Linked DNA regions of Ovis aries: region 1 is linked to region 2. The links are chromatin contacts, called in public Hi-C maps. All regions are on one chromosome and are shown on one strand. Each heading gives the region's core, a stretch centred on a gene start, on an enhancer-like site or on the middle of the called end of the contact. The rest is flanking DNA. Distances are from core to core; before and after follow the strand shown.

The links. Hi-C and Micro-C count contacts between places; a contact is called where the count stands out from the background.
Region 1: a Hi-C map of liver shows a contact between it and region 2, with 5 times the contacts expected there. The contact joins two enhancer-like sites. A contact is called at or near these places in 14 of 16 Hi-C or Micro-C datasets (blood, hypothalamus, liver and 6 more).

The regions. Positions count from the first base shown.
Region 1 is chr3:57,994,495-58,001,973 of ARS-UI_Ramb_v3.0, reverse strand. POLR1A (RNA polymerase I subunit A) reads left to right here. Exons shown (of 33, transcript XM_060412103.1): 8 at 590-695; 9 at 963-1,125; 10 at 2,897-3,067; 11 at 3,839-3,961; 12 at 6,578-6,808. Among named protein-coding and RNA genes, the nearest start is that of POLR1A, 24 kb to the left of the region's middle. Within about 2 kb of position 1,828, at least 8 of the 54 cell types and tissues checked have an H3K27ac peak or open chromatin away from gene starts, as enhancers often do. A contact at or near this core is called in liver, where this site is marked.
Region 2 is chr3:57,729,556-57,736,759 of ARS-UI_Ramb_v3.0, reverse strand. No RefSeq gene overlaps it. Among named protein-coding and RNA genes, the nearest start is that of ST3GAL5, 39 kb to the left of the region's middle. Within about 2 kb of position 4,524, at least 3 of the 54 cell types and tissues checked have an H3K27ac peak or open chromatin away from gene starts, as enhancers often do. A contact at or near this core is called in liver, where this site is marked.

The sequences.
Region 1 (7,479 bases), core at 579-3,078, 270 kb before region 2:
GGCTAAAGAAACAGCCCACTGACTTCCTGGACTCCTTTACCCTGCCTTTTTATGTTTTCAAAATTGTGATTCTTGTAGATCTCTCCTGAAACTGAGCCATAGATTTGGGGCAGGCTTCAGGGTACATTATCATTGATGATTTACAGTGTGGGAAATGTCTTTATTCCTTGAACCATGAACTTGATGATTACTGTAACTGAGCCTGATCATTAAATGATAGCTGTGGTGGGCATTGCTTAATACAGTTTGACATGTGTCTTGAAGGTGCAGTGTAACTCACCTTATTTTTTTTTAATGTATTTTATTTGCTTATTTATTTTCATTATTGTTATTTTTTTTCACTGCACCACGTGGCATGTGGGATTTTGGTTCCCTGACCAGGGATGGACCGTGCACCCCTTGCAGTGGAAGTGCAGAGTCTTAACCACTGGACCGCCAGGCAATTCCTTCATTAGTTTTTATGGAGACACGTGATCTTATTCTCCGTATTGTCCTATATTCTGGGCTTTTTGTAAAAATTTTTGTGGTCATCCTTCCATGCTCTTAATGTATAGGTTTAAATGATCTTTTTGATTTATTTCAAACACAGGGTTCTTTCTGAATTACCTTTTTTTGGGACTGGAAGATGTTGGCATGGAGTCCAGGTTCAACCCCAGTATGTTCTTTCTGGATTTCTTGGTGGTACCACCCTCAAGGTAATACCCTTTCATTGGCTTTATTTCACCTGAAAAAGGTTTATGGAATAATTGAATAATGACCTCTGGGAGAGAAAGGAAGGGTCAAAGGTGCTGAAAAATAGAGCAGCAGTTCCACTCCCAGCTGGCAGGTGGTGGGACTATTTTCCTCTTCATTTTTCCTGAGTGCAGGAGGAATGTGGGTTTCCTTTGGAGCTGGGGGCATGTGAGTAGGGATGGATAAGAGGCTGAGGGAAGTGTTCACTGATTCCACATGTCCTCCTGCAGGTATCGCCCTGTCAACCGCCTTGGGGACCAGATGTTCACCAACGGGCAGACGGTGAACTTGCAGGCTGTCATGAAGGACGTGGTTCTGATCCGAAAACTTCTGGCACTGATGGCCCAAGAACAGGAGCTGCCAAGTGAGGTGGCAGCACCCACCACAGAAGAGGTCAAGAGCTGATATCATAGTTCTAGCTTCCTACGCTGTGGGTGCTGAATGCTGTGGGTCCTGGGAGATACTGGTTGGCAATTCTGTATGGTTGTGTGTGCGCCATGGGTTTGGCAGGACTGGGCAATGTCTGGGGGAAAGTGTGGGTCTGAGCATGACCCCAATGACTGTGCCCAGTGACCTTGATTGAGTTGCTTTGGTTTCTTGTTCCCATCTCCACAATAAAATGAGTGATCTGTGGGGAGGTTTTACCCGTGATTGTGGTCTGGGCTACCTGCTCTCACTGGCAGTTCTAGAAAGAACAGTCTGTGGTCCTCAGGCTCTGAGCCTGGCCCTACTGGGCTCTGGTACCAGAGACCCGTGCCACCTAGGTCTGATTTTGGCTCATGAAGATCTCTAGCATCAGGGTCAGGAAGTCAGTGTTGGCATTTGGAGGAGTTTCCTGGAATGGGAGTGTCAGATTTGGGGCTCAGTTTTCTCCCCAATAAATGGTGGAGCTGAATTCCATTTTCCTGTTTCAGCAGACGTTTCCTGAATCCCTTTTAGTATGCTAGGTCTACAGTGCGTATAAAGATGAGTCAGGCACTCAGGAAGTTTGTTGAGATTGCTGACATCCTTCCCAGCTTTAAGACGCTTTCTAAATGCAAATAGGAAGGACTGTCTCAGCCTTAAGTAGACCAGACAGGCTCCCAGGCTCCCTTCCCTGAGTAGGACCGGCCCATCACCAGGTGGCGCCACAGTCTGTCAGGGACACCCGTGTGTGGGTTACTCAGCCTTTCTGCTTGGATTTCTTTGGTTTTGCTTAAGTTTTCTGATCTGCCTGTGTAAATGTGCTTTTTAAAAAAGTGCTCAATATTAGAGATATCTGCCGTCTGCAGGTTCTGGTCTAGTTTCAGAGAGATGGCCATAGGATTGCCACGTCCAGTGACCAGAGCTAAGGATTTTATGTTGATGTCTCTTGAAAGTAGGGTAGCCTTTGTCCAAGAAAAAAGCTAAATCTCGGCAGAAATGAGCAGCATCCTCTCAGATTCCTAAGGTCATTGCTGCCTGAAGTCACAGTGCCCTCTTTTCCATCTGATCAATAGCAAGGGTTCTTTCTTCCCATACTTGCACAGTGGCCCTCTCATGAATCATGAATGCCTGGGTGTGACTAGGCGTACACCATTCCAGGCACTGAGGATACACCAGTGAGACTGGTCTCACCCATTTCACAAGTAGGTTTGTGGCCCTGAGTCAGCTGATACCTTCAGAAGTGAGTTAGTCTGACAGGGGTGCTGTCATCATACAGGGGTCCCTGGGAGGCTCCTTCAGCCAAAATAGAAACCACACCTGTCTTCTCTATAACTGAGAAGTCTTCTGTTCCTCAGGATTGAGGACAGGCCCACTTTATCACCAGAGGGTTGCATGACATGCTCACTTACTGGATCCCCCTTCATCAGTGCTGACAGGTTTCTTCTCTCATTGGGTCGAGGGACCATTTGTCTCTCTCCTGTGTCGTACATACCCAGCCCAAGGGGCCCAGTCCAGGTGGCCAGACAGTCGGTCAGTTGGTGGTGCTCTAGGGCAGCTTACCGCCTCATATGTTGTCGATGCACACAGACAAGATTGATTTATGAGCACTTGGGCCACAAATCTGTCAAGTTCAAAAGACTTAAAGGCCAACTTCAGAGTTCATCATTTGTCAAAGCTCAAGTGAAAGAAAAGCGGAACCAGGCCTGGCCTTCTTGAGGGCTTTCCATCACGCCCGTTTTCCTTGGTTGTGTCTTGGCAGGAAAAAGATTCTTCGATGACTATGGACCGATCCTTTCTGAGTCAGCTTCCAGGCCAGTCCCTCACAGACAGACTTTACAACATTTGGATTCGCCTTCAGAGCCACGTTAATATTGTGTTTGATAGCGAGATGGACAAATTAATGATGGAAAAGTACCCCGGTATTAGACAGGTGAGCAGTTGGATCCCCATTGCTAGCCGAAGGGGTTAAATAATAAACATGTTTGTCTTAAGGAAGAAAATAGTAACCATACTTGTTTTTTTTTTCCTTGACAGTGATTGTTTTATTTTAACCAATTGGCACTACTATAGTTTTGGTTTACTTTTTATTTTATTATTTTTTAGTGTAAAATATGAAAGATTTATTTCAGCTGTATAAAATAACTGAAAGAGGAATAAAAGAAGATATTAATAAAAGATGGCCCTAACTGAAGAAGTGAATGAAACTAAAATTGCAGACCAAAAAACCCAAACATAATAAATATGTGCATAGTATTGGGTTGGCCAAAAAGTTTGGGTTTATCCATCCTTTCTCGCCAACCCGTTACCATTATACAAGCTTGTGAATAATAGAAGTATCATCTTTCATACTCATGCTCAATTGCTAAGTTGTGCCCACAATTAAATATGGCATATATATGTTCTAGAGCTTCCCTGGTGGCTCAGTGGTAAAGAACCCACATGCCAGTGCAGGAGATGTGGGTTCAACCCTTGGGTTGGAAAGATCTCCTGGAGGAGAAAATGGCAACCCACTCCAGAATTCTTGGCTGGAGAATCCCATGGACAGAGGAGGCTGGTGGGCTACAGTCCATTGGGTCACAAAAGAGTTGGACATGACTTAGCAACGAAAAAACAGCAACATATATTTTCTAACAACTTAATAATTTTAAGTCTTGATTTTTAAATTTTTTTAATGATTGCTGTGGACTTTTCCCCCATAAAGATCCTGGAGAAGAAGGATGGTTTGTTCCGAAAGCACATGATGGGGAAGCGCGTAGACTACGCAGCCCGCTCGGTCATCTGCCCGGACATGTACATCAACACCAACGAAATTGGAATTCCCATGGTGTGTGCTGTTAGGTGGCAGATGGGAGTGGCGAGAAAGGCTGGGGAGAAGGCTTGGGATCATGGTGGCTTGGGTGAAGACAGCATCTGCCTCTCCCCATATTGAGTCTTTAGAAGGGGACCCTGAGGCCATGGCGTTGCCCTCACTCCCCGCCAGGTCTCCAGACACGCTCCACCCACAAGGAAGACCCCTGCTCCTGGGCTACCAGGGCGCAGCCTATAGGGTGCATATCCCACCCGCCTCTCCTCTTCCTGCCCATCTTGGTCTAGTCATTAAAGCTTTCTAGACAGATGGAATACATGACAGAGATGAGGAGGGAGCGGGGCTTTCTGTCCCGTGTACTTGCCTGGCATCAGGAGTCAGCCGCGGAGGAAGGAAGAGAGCCCCAGGGAGCAGGCGTCACTCCCAGATCGTCAGGGGTAGGCAGTTTGCCCTGTCCACCCATTAGTGTTTCCTTAGGGAGCCAGTTTTCTTTTCTCACTTCCCCACCACTTGAGGCTGCGGTACTCATTAGCAACAGCTCCTTCATCATCTTCCTCCTTAATGGGCCTGGAGGTCAGTAATAGAAGATGGTTTAATTCTCCCTGCGGAGCAGCTCATTTCCTCACACACCGCCCTGCCACTCTCAGGGGAGGACTGGCAAGGAGCAGAGAGCAGAGCTCGAGTGTTCTGATGGTCTCCTGCGTGCTGCCTCCTTGTCCCCCAGGCACACGTGGGCTTCCTAGGCAAGGGCTCTTGTGTGAGGGGACAAGAGTCAGAGAACACCCATTCCTGGGTACCAGGGGTCTCTGCATCCGGAAGCTGGGTCAGGTGGCAGGGAAAAGCACGGGGAAGCCCAGTGGTGACATTCCTGAGTCCGAGGCCCTGGGAGGAGGGGCCTGTGACCTGTTCATTGCTTTCTTTGGACAGAGGAGGACAGGGACCTCTGTTGGCTTTAGGCTCATGGTGCCTCCAGGGTCCCCAGCTTCAGGAGAGACCTTTAGTGTTGCTCCTCTTTCCACCTTCAGCGGTCTTCTCTTTCTTGGATCTTGGTTCATTTGGTACTGGAGGGACTAAGTTCCCCCTCTGCCCACCTCCAGGCCTGCCCTAAGCCTAGGGCCATGGTGGCCTGTTGCTCACAGGATGGTTTTCAGGAGCAGAGCGTGTGAAACTGCCTCTTGATCTCTTGTGCACACCCTTCCCATTGAGCACTGTGGACAGGTGTTATAGAAGCAGGGGAGGTGAAGGTTGGGGGATAAGCTAGAGACCCAGTCATGAACCAGACAAGACTAGTGTGTCCTTGTGAAGCTTATATTCCAGTGGTGGAGACACATCAACAGATAAGACAAGTAAGGATATTCCTCGACTTATGATGATGTGGTGGTAAGTTAAAAATGCCATATGTCAAAAGTGCATTTAATGGACCTAACCTACTGAACAGCATAGCTTAGTCTAACCCACCTTAAACCTGCTCAGAACACTTATGTTAGCCTACCGTTGGGCAAAATCATCCAGTGCAAAGCTGATTTTGTAATAGTGTTGAATGTCTCATAGAAGTTATTGAACACTGTCCTGAAAATGAACAACAGGATGGCTCTAAGTGTATGGGATATTTATGATCCCAGGGCCGACAGCCAGCAGCTGAGGCTTACTGCCCCTGCGCACCCTCACAAGAATATCACACCACGTTTCACAAGCCCAGAGAAAGACCAGAATTCAAAATGGGGAGTATGATTTCTACCAAATACGTGTTACTTTCACACCGTTACAGAGTCCGAAAAATCCTAAGTTGGGCACAGTCTATACATAAATACTCTGTCAGGCAGTGGTCAGTGCGTCGGCAGAGGGGGAGAGGGCCAGAGGGCGGGGAGCACCGGGCAGGGTGACGGGGGTTGGGGTGGGGGTGCCATTCACACAGGCTGGCCAGTGTTCAGCGAGTTCCTTTCCATGGGACTTCTCAAGAGTCTCTAACATAGGTATATGCCATTTGAAGCACCAAAGGGTTTTAATATTCAGCAGCTCAGAACTCACTTAACCAGGGCACTCATTTTTCTTGGAGTGTGGTGCAGGCCTGGCGTGTCAGATGGATCACTGCCATTTTCTCATCAATCGGGGGACCGAATCAGGTTTATCTCAGGCCAGATAAAGAGATTTAAGATGCCATGTCTGGGCTCAGGCCACCATCAATTAGTGATGACTGCTGGGGGTGAGGGGAAGGGAATTATAGGTGGAGGAGGGTGATACTTGAGAGCAGGTATTCACCAATTGTCTAAAGGTCATGTTCCAGGCTATATTCCATCATTTGGGACCTCGAATTTATTGGCAGACTAGGAAATGATAAAATTTTTAAATAGGTTAAAAAAAATTTTGCTGCATAAATTACTATCCTCAGATAACTTTTTTGGGGCAGATTACTCTGCTAGAAGAGGAGACCTGCTCTCTTCCTTAGAGGAAGCAAGTCTAGAAAAATGATTGTGGAAAAGACAGGGAGATGTTGCTTGCTTGGCTGGAGGACCTTGGCTCAGGGAGCATGTCTGCATCTTACGGGAAAAATCACACAGCCTGTTGAGTCACACTGGGGTCCTTCTGACCTTTCTCTGCCCACCCTGAATTTTCATATCCCCTCCTTGTTTCCAGGTGTTTGCCACAAAGCTGACCTACCCTCAACCAGTCACCCCCTGGAACGTTCAGGAATTGAGGCAGGCCGTCATCAACGGCCCCAACGTGCACCCCGGAGCCTCCATGGTCATCAACGAGGATGGCAGCCGCACAGCCCTGAGCGCCTCGGACCTCACGCAGCGGGAGGCCGTGGCCAAACAGCTCCTGACACCAGCTACGGGGGCCCCTAAGCCCCAGGGGACAAAAATTGTGAGTAATGGGCATATCTGGTCAGGGGTTAGGCTGCTCCTTTTGGGCTCCCCCGTGATTTCAGCTGTGGTGCCAGTGCAGGAGGGCTGTGAGAACTGTTCCTGCTCCCCCGACCCCACCCCTACCCCCCGCACCTCTCAAGGGGCTGACCCCACCTGTGGGTGTTCCCTAGGGCCTCAGCACCATGAATGAAATCATTTGATCATCGCATGCAGGCAGCACAATTCTGGTTACACACCAGGCCTGGAAAAATGCCCTTTCATTATAACTCCACTGTGATCTGCTGCCCTTAAACAGGGCTGCTCACAGGTGGTCCTCGGCAGCAGCATTCCTGCAGCCAGTGGGAAATGCACCTTTGCCTCCCTTTTTACCCCTTCCCCGCCCTGAATGAGACTCTCGGGAAATGACCCAGGAATCTGTGTGTTAATAAGGTCTATGGAGGGTTACTCTGCATGCTGAAGTTTGAGAGCTACCGTAGGAAGGAAACATTCTGTGTCTGTGAAAACTGATGGTTTCAGCTGATGCTTCACTTTCTGGAGATTGCTAGTTCTCACCTGTAGCACTGTGTTAAGGGATCTCCAGGCTTTCTCTGGGCTCCCACGGAAAGAATACAAGATCGATTGGCAATGTCTGCTGAGGACGTAAGATGAGTGGATGATATCACTTGTGTC
Region 2 (7,204 bases), core at 3,275-5,774:
GCCATTTCTCCAGGGAATCTTCCCAACCCAGGGATTGAACCCGCATCTCCTGTGTCTCCTGCAATGGCAAGTGGATTCTTTACCTCTGAGCCACCTGGGAAACTAAAGCAGCCCAGATGTTTATTTAAGAAGACAAGAAGCAGCTAGGGCCTAACACTTGGACAGCTTTCCCAGGGTTGTGTGCACCACCTCATGGGTGTGTGTGGTCTCCTGTGCCCCTGCCTTGCACAAGCGTTGGGAAGCAGTCTGTCCAGCATTTTCCAGCTTTCATTTCAGCGAATGTCAGCCCTGGGCCTATGCCTCTCAACTTTTCATTTCTAGCAGGCAGTACGTGCTCTAAATCAGTGGTCCCCAACCCTTTAGGCACCAGGGGTTGATTCTGTGGAAGGCAGGTTTTCTATGGATCCGGGGGATGCAAGAGATGGGGAGCAGCCATAAGTACAGGCGAAGCTTCACTCAGTCACCCTCCGCTCACCTCGTGCGTGCAGCCCGGTTCCTGACAAGCCACGGACTTCTTAAAGAGTCCTTTGGACTACTAGGAGATCAAACCAGTCAATCCTAAAGGAAATCAACCCTGAATATTCATTGGAAGGACTAATGCTGAAGCTGAAGCTCCAATACTTTGACCACTTGATGAAAAGAGCCGACTCATTGGAAAAGACCCTGATGCTGGGAAAGACTGAAGGCAGGAGGAGAAGGGGGCAACAGAGAATGAGATTGTTGGATGGCATCACCGACTCAATGGACATGAGTTTGAGCAAACTCTGGGTGATGGTAAAGGACAGAGAAGCCTGGCAAGCTGCAGTATATGGGATCGCAGAGTCAGACACAACTTAGGGACCAAACAACAACAAATGAAGGTCCCTGGATAGCTGCCTGTGGGACCAACACCTGCTTCCCAGGTGCTGACCCTCAAGACGGACCACATGCTCAGCTCTTGAACTAAAGCACAGACCACCAGGGGAAGGGACTGAGGACACAATGCACTCCTTGCCCTTCCCTGGAGGCCAGACACCCTGACCCAAACTTCTCAGTCTGTTTCTCTTCTTTCCTACATCCCAAGGCCATTCTAGCCTGTTTTTGTGTTCACAGAACAGGGAATTTATTTGTATTTACCTACAACCAACACACACACACATATATATTATATAATTTATAAATGTATATATTTACCGAATAAATTCAGTTTCAAGAAAATTGGTTTTAAAGACAAAGAGGGAATTCCCTGGCAGTCCAGTGATTAGGACTCGGAACTTTCACTGCCAAGGGTGGTAGTTCAACCCTTGGTTGGAAACTAAGATCCTGCAAGCCTTGAGGCATGGCCAAAACAAACAGTAAAGACAATGAGTTCATTTAAAATATTGGTTTGTTGTTTAGTCTGCTAAGTCCTGTCTGACTCTTTTTGCAACCCCATGGACTGTAGCCTGCCAGGTTCCTCTGTCCATGGAATTTCTCAGGCAAGAATACTGGAGTGGGTTGTCATTTCATTCCCCAGGGGATCTTCCCAACCCAGGGATGGAACCCAAGTCTCCTGCATTTGAAGGCAGATTCTTTCTACCACTGAGCCATCTGGGAAGCCTGCAAAATGTTGGTTAGGTCCTTGATATGAAATACCTCTCTAAACTACCAGATGGTAACAAATTAGCAGAGATAGAATGTTCAGATAAGACCAATTAATGACTAAAGTCAAACTCAAAAGTAGTTTCATTTTGTTACCTATAACATATCCAGATATCCTCTCAGGATGACTCATTTGGGGTGGGAAGAAATTGACTATCAGTCCTAAAGCAATGAGAATTTGAGAGTACATCTGGAACTAAGTTATAAACTCTTTAGTGACAGAATTTTATATTTTATTCCATCTATAGCACCCACTTAGCTCAATGGGCTTCCCTCATAGCTCAGTCAGTAAAGAATCTGCCTGCAATACAAGAGACCCGGGTTCGATTCCTGGGTTGGGAAGATTCCCTGGAGAAGGAAATGGCAACCCACTCCAGTATTCTTGCCTGGAGAATCCCATGGGCAGAAGAGCCTGGCAAGTTATAGTCCATGGGGTTGCAAGAGTCGAACATGACTTAGCGACTAAACCATAGCACCCACAAGAAGAACTTGCCTACTGTAGGCATTAAATAAACATGTTTGATGTTTTAAGATTTTTCTTTCTTTCTTATGGCTGCACTGGATCTTCATGGCTGCACACGGGCTTTCTCTAGCTACAGCTAGTGAGGGCTACTCCTTGTTGTGATGCTGAGGCTTTTCACTGCGGTGGCTTCTCTTGTGGAGTTCTAGGCACATGGGCTTCAGCAGTTGCAACACGAGGGCTCTAGAGCACAGGCTCAGTAGTTGCTGGGCACGGGCTTAGTTGTTCTGAGGCACGTGGAATCTTCCCAGACCAGGAATTGAACTGATGTCCCCTGCTCTGTCAGGTGGCCACAGAGAAATCCAAATATGTTTGATTTTATTTGATATCTTTGATGGAATTTGAAGACAGTCAGCAGATGGTTTAAGATTGTTAACGGTGAACTCTTGGGTCTATAAGCTGGGTTAAGGAAGTCTTTTATGCTAAGAAGAAGGGAAATACAGGTGATTAATGCAATAAATGCAGTCACAGTAAGCGCTTTGGGCAGGAAAGAGTTCTCTGCAGGAGATTCCTTGGCACTAACTTTAAACCAGGCTCCACCCATGCTCTTCTCACCTCAAGCCCTCACACATCTTTCAGATCTTTTGATCACACGATACCTTGCCTAACGTGTTGGTTCTTTCTGTTGATCAAAGAAGCAGAAATCTTGAGAACAGACTGTGCGAACAAGAGAGCACCTAAAGAAAAATCAGAAGTCGACAAGGCTACACACCGTGGGGGATGGCGAGGACTCTGACCCCCTTTCTCAGTGATTAACTGAGATTACTTTCCCTTTTTCCCTTTAAAAACTTTCAGGGCTGAGCATAACCTTTGGAGATGGTTTGGAGCGTGGCATTGAGTCCAGCCTCTCCCCAGACAGCTGGCACTCTAACTAAAAGTAACTTTCCTTTCTACCAACAGTTATCTCTGTCTTGCCTATTGATTTTTTCAAAATATCTATTTTTGGCTATGCTGGGTCTTTGTTGCTGTTCTCAAACTTTCTCTAGCTGCGGTGAGCAAGGGCTGCTCTTTGTTGTGATGCTCAGACTTCTCACTGTGGTGGCTGCTCTTGTTTTGGAGCACGGGCTCAGTAGTTGTGGAGCCAAGGTCAGCTGTCCTGTGGCATGTGGAATCTTCCCAGATCAGGAATTGAACCCGTATCCCCTGCATTGGTAAGCAGATTCTTTTCTACTGGACCACCAGGGAAGTCCTCATATGTTGATTTTTGAACATCAAACAGCTGGACATGAGTTCTATAATATCACTTTTTCTTTACATAATTATCCTAACAATTTAAATGATATTTTGAAGAATGTGTGAAAGCTTATTAAGTCTGTTTAATGGCTGTATCATGTCCATATGTTTTTGAAAACCAATTTATTGCAGAAGTTTCTAAAATAGAAGTTTAATCTGTGTACCTTATCTTTTCAAAGACCCGCCGAGAGGTATGTATTGCAATGTGGGTTGGGGTTTCTGACTCTTAACAGGAATTCCTGAATCAAAGGTTTGCAGTCAAGGAAGTCTTAGTGAGTTTATTGTATGGAAATTGGAAACCAAGATAATACATCTCTATTTTACCTACACATTTCTCTTTAAAAAAAAAAAAACTATACATGGTTTACTCGATAAAGATAATTTTTAAAAGACGATAAGGACTTCCAGTGGTCCGGTGGTTAAGAATCTGCCTTGGAAGGCAGGGGACTTGGGTTTGATTCCTGGTTGGGGAACTAAGATCCCACATGCCACGGGGCAACTAAACCAGCAAGCAGCAATTACTGAGTCCGCACACCACAGCTAGAGAGTCCCTGCACTGCCGTGAAAGGTCCTTCATGACATAAGGATGATCCGGCATGTCCCAGGTAAGACTGGAGGCAGAGAAATGAATAAATACATACAAAAAAGAAAATTGCAAAAGACACGACGCATTTTGAACTGGGCAGTCTTTAAAATAACGGTGGACACAGGAATTCCCTGTTTGTCCAGTGGTTAGGGCTCAGCGCTTTTACTGCTGGGGCCCAGGCTCAATCCCTGATCAGGGAACTAAAATCCCACAAGTCATGAGGGGCGGCCAAAAAAAAAAAAAACTGCCTTCTGACTCAGGTCTTGTCCTGAAGCTGCTTCCTCTTCCAGTATAAAGAGTGAGTGAGATTCAGATCATACACGCATACACATACTCCAAACAAGCAAAACTGTAGATTCCAGTGTAAACCAAAAGTCTTGTCCCAAAACAAAAGATTGAGAGGAATGTCCCAGCAGTGGTCTTTTCCTCCCTGTCTTGCCTATGGCTCATTTATGTCACTTTTCTTAGCAAATTTGACCTAAATTTAGGGACACAGTGTGCACTGTGGTCCTGAGGGGTGAGCTGAGGAGAAGTCAGAAGGACAGACTCTGTCCTCTTACTAACCTCTCCTGCTCTCTCAACACCACCACCATGCATGATCTGGAAGCCTAATCAGGAACAGGAAACCATCTGGTCGACCTTTTGCTCTACAGCCAAGCATTTCCAGTTCATGGATGCATGCCGGCCTGGAGCCCCACATCTGGAAGGGGTGGTCAGTCTCAGTTCCAATTACACTGTCCAATTAGCAGGTCAAATATCCTGATTTTGACTTTAAACAGTATAATCACCATACTCATTGTTTTATATACTTATTCCTAGTGCCCTATTTTTTGTTTTTTAAAAAGTATTTATGGGCTTCCCAGGTGGTGCAGTGATTAAGAGTCTGCCTGCCAGTGTAGAAGATGCAAGAGATTTGGGTTCAATCCCTGGGTTGGGAAGATCCCCTGGAATAGGAAATGGCAACTGGCTCCAGTAGCTTACCTGGAAAATTCCATGGACAGAGGAGCCTGGCGGGCCAGAGTCCATGGGCTTGCAAAGAGTTGGATACAACTGAGTGACTAAGCATACACACACACAAAGTATTGATGCCAAGACATTCGGAGTAACTTTCAGAAAGGGTTCTCCTGACCCTTGCACCTCAGCCTGCAGCTGCTTCAAAGTCTTTCCAGAATTTTTCCCAAACCTCTCTCTATAAAGAGCTAGTCCTGATTTTCTTCCTGTCTTCCCTTTCTTCTGCCCACCCCACCCCCTGTTCACATCCTATACTGAACATTGATTTAGCGTCTCTCCAACTAGAAAGAATCCTTTCTCTTCAGGAAGTTGGCAGAATTGAGCTGACAACTGAGGAGTTTCTGGCCTGGAGCAGGGAGCCAGATTTAAAAACCAGAGACTTGTTTCTGTTTGTCAAATGTCAAAACTTCCTGTAGAAACAAGGACTATCTGATCTCTGTTGTCCAATTTTAGATACTTCTGGAAAAATAAAAAACAATGTTAAATATCATTTAGCCTTAAGATATGAAATAGAAGGAAAGCCAATTTAGATCATTTTTTGTTTCCTTAGCCTTTTTGAAGTCTCTGTGTATGACCTTTGCATAACAAACTTGTGTTGCAGTAACCCTGCATCTGTCTGGCTTATGCACTGAGGAAATCTAAAACCTCTGTTAACACCCATTGATACTTTTATTTTTTTTTTGGTGGCAGAGGGAGGGGTGATGCTGCACTGGGTCTTGGCTGCAGTGTGTGGGATTTCACTAGTTGTGGCATTCTGGCTTAATTGTGCGGAGGCATGTGGGATCTTAGTTCCCTGACCAGGGATCAAACCTGCGTCTCCTGCATTGGAAGCCAGATTCTTAACCACTGGACCACCAGGAAAGTTCCCAGCCTTGCTGTATGAGAGAAGGAGAGGGGAATATTTTGAAGCATTGATCCTATGGGCCAACAGACCAAAGTCGGTATGTCCACAAGCAGTGGCATGCTTTCACATTATTGTCATCATCTGGGTCCAGGGTCTGCTGTCTCCATCTCTGGGAGAGGGTCTGGCCAAGTCAGAACAAAGGCCATGTTGACGCCTACCTGCTCCAGGTGCAGCCCCAAATTCTCCAAAACTTGGAATTGAAACAAAGTTTCAGTGTTGTGTTTTTTTTTTTTTACACACACACTGAAATATATCAGCTCCTAGAATACAAAAGTGAGACCAACAGTGAGGGGTCCTGCTGCCGACTTGATTTTGTGGCTCTGGCTAACCATTCTGGCAGACTGTTCTGTACTGAACACCATTTGGTCAAATGCTGAAAACAGCTGATGCTCTGCTCATCCGTTCCAAACAGATGCTCTTGGCTGTATCTTAGTACTCAGTACTTAGTACTTAGTACTTGGCTAGCCCCTGACGATCCTGTCCTGTGACACCTGGTGCCAGTTATCTCTGCTTTGCCAGCACAGTCACTGTTAGTGCAACAGCCTTCCTAGAACCATGACTGGACCCTGATGGGCAGGCTGCGGACAGAATGGACCCTGGCCTCCCACCCCGCTGTTAGAGGGGAAGGAAATGTTAAAGACCTGAGCATGACGACACAGGCATAGAGCAGAGGAGAGGGCATTGTGGAGAATGTAGGGGATGCCCAGGGAGTCAGCCTGAGACCAAAGGCTCGGTGGGGGAGAGGGGAAGAGCCGGGAAACAGAGCAAACGGGCTGATGGAGGTGGCACTGCACGACCAGCTTTATCAGGGCAAACCCAAAAGGCAAGCATAGATAGACTCAGGGTCAAGCTTGCAGAGGCAGGAAGCCCTGTAGGCCAGGGTAAGATGAATATCAGGGTAAGATGGAACCACCAGAGGGTATTCGTGATGTGTCTAACCTCCTTCAGTTTATACTGAAACATTATCTTAGAGGCTGGCTGCAGGTGGAAGGATAATGGAGGTGGGTTGGGTGGGGAACTCCGAAACAGAAAGGATGAGAAAAACCAAGAAAGGTGATTTCACTGCTGATAAGACTGAAAAGTAGGTGGTGCTGGAGAGCTGGGCCTGGTGAGTAGCTCGGCCCTGCTGTACCCCTTGTACATGACATGCATGACACCCCTGTATGCTTTGGGACAAACTACATCCTTTTCTGGGTTTCTCATCTTTTAAAGATGTTCAGGCTGGATTTAGAAAAGGCAGAGGAGCCAGAGATCAAATTGCCAACATCCATTGGATCATAGAAAAAGCAAGAGAACTTCAGAAAAACATCTAGCTCTGCTTCATTGATTA